Linked DNA regions of Cyprinus carpio: region 1 is linked to region 2. A link is a contact called in public Hi-C data. All regions are on one chromosome and are shown on one strand. The core of a region is the stretch at or near the end of the contact, and the rest is flanking DNA. Distances in the headings are between cores, read along the strand shown. Region 1 holds the start of rnf8 (E3 ubiquitin-protein ligase rnf8). Region 2 has its middle 14 kb from the start of nfkbie.

Region 1 (3,275 bases), core at 58-2,557, 47 kb after region 2:
ATTATTTTTTATATTTCTATACATATATATATTTATATATTTCTGTACATCTATCAATATTTTAAATTGGCTTTATTTTTTTTATTTTCAGTTTTCTTTTTCTTTTCTTTTTTAGTTTAAGATTCAGTACTTTTATCTGCTTTTGTAATTGTGAATATTTCTATAGATTCGATTTATTATTTCATTTCTGTTTTATGGCTCCAGTGTTATTTCTTAATATTTAATTTTTGGTCCAAACCAACCACATTTCAAAAGCTTCCCCAGCTCGAATTTTTGATTTTGCTAATATTTTTTCTGTAGAAAGACAGAAATATATAGTAATGAAACCCAAAATATTAAATATCATGGATGAATATTGACTATAGTAATCCACTATTTTGTGATTTATGATTATTGACAGACTGAGGGACAGCTTAATAGTCCATCAGACAGATACTACACCTTATTATCCGTCACTGTCCACTCTCCGTCATCATTTCTCTTGAACACACAGTGGATTCTGGATATCATCAGCGGACAGCTGGTCGACAGAATCTGATGGGTCACATTCAGACCACGACCAACAGAGACCTGAATAAAGAGAGAGAAGAGCAACAAGCAATCATGTATTTAGATCATGCAATCAATCAAATAACAATGTATACATATTAGAACTCATTAACCTATAACCTATGTTTCTTAAATATATAAATCCCACACCTTTCACATTTAAATTCAGTATTTGTTACAATGCACATAGGAAAACTAGCCTGAATGGTTAAATCTGGCACATTTAAATAATAATAATTAAGTGCTTATGCTAATTAATGCGCACTGTCACTTTAAAAAAATAATAATAAAAACGTAACTCAGAAAAGCAATGAATATGAGAATATAAAGTGATGCTTTTGACTCCAACACTAATGAAGGCCAATGTTGTTTTGATTTGGATTAAATCTGTCTTAACCTGCAGTTAAACGCTTAACTTTGCCTGAGAAAGCTTCATGTCAAATCCAGTGTCTGAATATAATAAACACGTATAAACAGAAGAGGTTTATTTAGTACACATGCACCTCTGAGCCCTCGAACAGATGCAGCCAGTCACGGTCTCTCCCCACACGCTGCAAACACCAGATTTCGTCTTTTTCAGAACCCTTTTCCTCGGTGTTTAAGGAAGGAGGCTCTTTAGTATTTTCCATCATTACTGCGCCATTAACTAGCGTGAAGATATATAGTTTTTATTGTGAGTTTTCCGCCACATACCGCCATGATTTTCACAAGAACATAGCGCTTCCACTCTACGCTCCTGCGCGCGTCACGTGACGCCCAGCGGAGTCTCTGATTGGCTGCGGGGGTTTAGGGCTTGAAGATAATTGGCTGAGCGCACTGTTGAAGACTCTGACAGTTGGTTGTTCTCCGCCAGAGGGCAGTCGGAGGCTCACAGAAGCGAATTCTTCGTTGAGCGGCATTTAAATGAAAATACGTTTTTGGTCTTCAATGAAAACGTTTGTAAACTAAAAATAGTATGTTTTAAAGTTGTACAGGTTAGCACCTGCCTTGAAAGTGTAAACGAGGGCAGCGATTTCAAGAAAATTATTTTTAAAACCCTCATCGAATTAAGCACAAATGCCTGTGATTGTGTCATCCCGATCAACGCTGAGAAAAGTAACATGTGTCACGTGATAACACATGCGCGCTGTTTCAGCAGCATTTTTGACAGTAATAATAACAATAAATAACAGCAAATATCTATATATATATATATATATATATATATATATATATATATATATTTATTTTTATGTTATTTTTTTTCTGTCATGAGTGGTTTAGTATATTTAGCGACCCCTAGTGACCGCGATACACGATAATCACAAAAACATTTTATTATTTTTTGTTAATATTAATAACATCTCAAATATTACTTTTGGCCCTTATATCCTATCATTATTTCCTTACGCTTATGATTTTGAAGATATAAAGTAAAAATCTTTCAATCTTTCAAAGTAGGCTTAAATGTGGCTCTTTAAACCTCTCTGAAAGTAAACAAATGAAGGTCATCTTATCTGAACAGAGCTAACAGTTACACAAACAGCAGCAGGCAGAGAAAACAGAGCCTGCTTATTATGAAGTAAACTATAAATGTTTCATTTCAAATGAAAAATAATGGATTTGGTTCACTTTAAAGAATAGAAAGACCATTCACAAACTCCTTCCACAAAACATCATCTTCTGACAAGTCTGATCAAATATTGATAAAATTCATATAAATTATTTTTCCTGCACTGCCAGTATCTAAACACAGGTCAGGCACATAATTATGCTAATTTATACCTTATTAAAGAGACACAAACACAGAATATGAAATTATTCACGCAAAATATATTATATACAAACTCAGTTTTAAAAAGACAAACATTTAAAAACAACAGAAAATCAGCAAGAGCAGTACCCCTTATTCATAAATCCATGAAAACAGAGAAAACAGAATTACACAGATGTGATTCAGTATATACACTCCTGAACGTGCCGACATGATCAACGCATCTTTGGCTGAAAGCTTAACGAACAAATATGAATATGGCTTTTAGAGCTAGCATTATGATTTGTTTTTGGAAAACAAACGCATCAGTTTCTGACATTTACCCGTACAGAAGAAAACCATCTCTAGAGCAAGCAATCTCTCTCATGCACGCTTACACACACAGTGTTCACACAGAACACAATAAAAGAATGCATTACAGATTTCCACAAAAACATTTGGCAACTCTTTTGAGCATGTCAGCTTTTCCTCCCTTTAGGTGTAACGGAAATCACAGAAAGGAAACCGAGAGGAAACACGCAGAGAAGGTCATCTGGAAAAAAAACATGAGGTTCACCTTTGTATCTCCCAGATTCTCCAAACCGAGCACAAAGGTGAGTTTCTTTGGATTCATGTCAAGGCTGTAAAGATAACATTTCACAATGTATAGAATTCTTCCATCCCAGGAACCCCTCAGTGGGGAAATAAATAGACTCTTGCATGCACTTCACAGTGATTATGGATAAACATCTGGAGCCAAACCTGTTTAACTAATGAAAATCAAAGACTAAGTTGCATGCAAAATACTGTGCAGCTATTCCTGTCTTCCATGTACATTTACGCAAGATATTATACACAATGTTAGGCAACAACGTAGCTACATGTCAAAAAAAACAAAACAAAAGGATGTGAAGAAACCCGGATTTGAAAGGATGGAAAGCACAAATGCAAATAGCCAAATGCAAATGAAAGAATGTTAACAAAGCACATTAAA
Region 2 (3,330 bases), core at 825-3,324:
CCCAAAACATTGAGGAACAAGCGGAAGAGCCACACGTCCTGCCAGCCGCCCAGCAGCGAAGCGTCTTCAGCAAACACAGACGGCAGAACACACAGCGCCGCACACCAACACAAACTGAGGAGAGAATATCATACATTACCCTCGCTACACTACACACGTGCACTTATCTGTACTGAACCAGAACAAAGAGGGAAATCAAAAACTGTCACACATCTGCAAACCTGCTCGAAATGCAACACAGGAGAAATAATGCAGCGCTGCTGTCACAGAAACGTTCCTGTGTCGCGTGAATTCAGCATTCCAGGAATCCAGCAGGTCTGATCCCATTCCGACAGAACGGCTTTGTGTTCAGAGCCACAAACTAAGCCCTATTCCACCCGTGTTACCTGACACCTCCGTTAGAGCACTGCTATCAGGACCAGCAGAGCGCCTCATTAAACCAGGAACGAGTCACAATGTCAGTTCAGAGCTTTGTAATGAACAGACTTCATAAAGGTGTTTGCCAAGCGTCTCTCAAAGACTTCATTCAGCACCTTCTGACCAGTGAATTTCCACGACTCTCCCAGCTCTCTGAATACTGATGGTTTATTAAAACTGTTTCCAGCAGATTAAAATCACTTAAAACTGGAGCTCAACTATATATGTGGTGGTAAAAAAAAAAGACATGGTAAATGTGGTAAAAAAAAAAAAAAAAAAAATACTGTGGACATAAATAGGAAAAAAAAAAGGGAAAAGATAAATATATATATATAGATAGATAGATAGATAGATAGATAAACTATAATATATATATATATATATCTAATATATATATATATATATATATATAGATAGATAGATAGATAGATAGATAAATAAATTATATATATATATAGATAAATAAATTGTATATATATAGATAAATAAATTGTATATATATATATATATAGATAGATAGATAAATACATTTTATATATATAGATAAATAAATTATATAAATAAATTATATATAGATAGATAGATAAATATATATATATATATATATATATATATATATATATATATATATATAGATAGATAGATAGATATATATATATATATATATATTAGATAAATAATTGTATATATATAGATAAATAAATTGTATATATATATATATATATAGATAGATAGATAAATAAATTTTATATATATAGATAAATAAATTATATAAATAAATTATATATAGATAGATAGATAAATAAATTTTATATATATATATATATATATATATATATATATATATAGATAGATAGATAGATAAATAAATTTTATATATATATATATATATATATATATATATATATATATATATATATATATATAGATAAATAAATTATATTATATATAGATAGATAGATAGATAGATAAATAAATTTAAATATATATATAAAATGTGCTGAAAGAAGTCTCTTCTGCTCACCAAGGCTGCATTCATTTGATTAATAATACAGTAAAATAGTGATATATTATTACAATTTACAATAACTGTTTTCTGTGTGAATATATTGTAAAATGTAATTTATTCCTGTGATCAAAGCTGTTTTTTTCAGCATCATTACTCCAGTCTTCAGTTTCACATGATCCTTCAGAAATCATTCTAATATGCTGATTTGCTGCAAAATTATCATTGGTTCTAAATTATTACTATTTATTTATTTTTCAAAATTCTTTGATGAACAGAAAGCAGTTTGTAATTACTTATTGATAGCCTACATACGTAATTTAACATAAAAGCATGCTGGAGATACGCATTTCTCAAACAAAAAAAATCTAATTGTGAAATGCTTATTGCATTAAAAGTGACTCTGACGTCAGAGGTGTTATATTTAAGTGTTATTGTGATGTTTGAGCATCATGTTTCAGTACCTCCACGGAAACTCAGGCATTTTCCACCAGCAGAAGCTCCCTAAAACTCCCCGAAACAGCCGCTGAGAGACTCCTGAAGCCTTCGGACACGAACTACACCATCAACATCAGGATCCTGACAAATCCTGAGTGTTTCTGAGCGAAAACTTCCCGGCCTGCTTCACTCATGAGTTCATCTGGACTGACGACGTGTTCACTTCACACACACACACACCGCAGCGCTTCCGGGTGCGAAAGGAGACACACCTTCACGTATCCGTGTAGTTTCCTCTTGGATTTAGTATTACGAGGCTTCGGTAAATATTTGAAGGTGTTATTGTCTAACAGTGGTGTTGACACAGTTCAGAGAGTAAAATGTCCTTGCGTTTGTGGGCGGGGGGATTCATTATGCTTCGTGAGGGACTTTTAATTTGAAATTTACTCTGCGCAGATTCTCTATAGCGCCCCTGTGTTGTCAGGCGACACTGCAACCTTACATATCATGAGAGGGAGAGAATATATTTTTGGAAATACATGTATTATAATAATATCTGCTTCTCTGTGATTTTTAAAAATATTGCTAAAATATTTATAAACTTTTGCACATTGTATTTAGTCCCTTAATATTACAAATATTTTTTTAAAACGTTAGAAGATTGTAAATTTACTAGGATACACATTTACTTTCAGCATTTAGTTGTTTCTATATTGTTTAATATTGTTAAAATATATTGATAAAGTTGTTACAGTATTGCATTTTTTGTAACGCTTAAATGTATGCATAAATACACATTAAAAACAATAGAGGACTGTACATTTATAGGATGTACATTTAGTTTCAACTACTGCTTTTTTCTAAATTATTTTTATTAATTTATTTGTACGCTATTTTTCAATAATCATACAGGGTCATATTAGAAATAAATAAATGTAACAAAAATATTTAGAAGTATCAAATTTATTTAGACAATTTAGCTTAAAGATATTATTTTTTTATTCTAAAATATGCATTTATTTATATAATTAGTCATCAAATACAACTGCAATAAAACAGTATAGCCATTTTTTAATGAATATATTAGAGCTCAAGATACATATATTCTCTTGAAATGTTCTTTAAAAAAAAAAAAAAAATCCAAATTCTATTTTTAAATTGTTTTCTCGGCACTCCTGTGATTCCAAAATGTTAAATATTTTTTAAATGTTTTATAAATTTTACAAAATGTTGCAATATTGCACGTTCATTGTAACTTACTGTACTTCTTAAGGGATTTTAATATTATTACAAAATATATAAAATTAACATTTATTATAATTTATTAATGAAAATAAATTCATACTTTTTAATGTTTATAATATTTTGTATGGAGTATAACAAATATTAAAAATAAAACCGAAACCAAAAATATTTATAAGTATCAAATATTGTAAAAAAAAAATTGAGTTTGCAAAAAAAATAAAATT

What was found. Hi-C and Micro-C count contacts between places; a contact is called where the count stands out from the background.
Region 1: a Hi-C map of skeletal muscle shows a contact between it and region 2, with 1.8 times the contacts expected there. The contact joins the promoter of rnf8 here to the enhancer-like site in region 2. A contact is called at or near these places in 2 of 8 Hi-C or Micro-C datasets (liver and skeletal muscle).

The regions. Positions count from the first base shown.
Region 1 is chrB20:24,099,310-24,102,584 of ASM1834038v1, forward strand. It overlaps rnf8 (E3 ubiquitin-protein ligase rnf8), which reads right to left and starts at 1,308. Exons shown (of 8, transcript XM_042746621.1): 1 at 1,053-1,308; 2 at 442-570. The coding sequence starts at 1,181. LOC109099380 (alpha-1,6-mannosyl-glycoprotein 2-beta-N-acetylglucosaminyltransferase) reads right to left here. Exons shown (of 2, transcript XM_042746397.1): 2 at 2,342-3,275.
Region 2 is chrB20:24,051,822-24,055,151 of ASM1834038v1, forward strand. It overlaps the pseudogene LOC109075803. Among protein-coding and RNA genes, the nearest start is that of nfkbie, 14 kb to the right of the region's middle. Within about 2 kb of position 2,075, at least 7 of the 8 cell types and tissues checked have an H3K27ac peak or open chromatin away from gene starts, as enhancers often do. A contact at or near this core is called in liver and skeletal muscle, where this site is marked.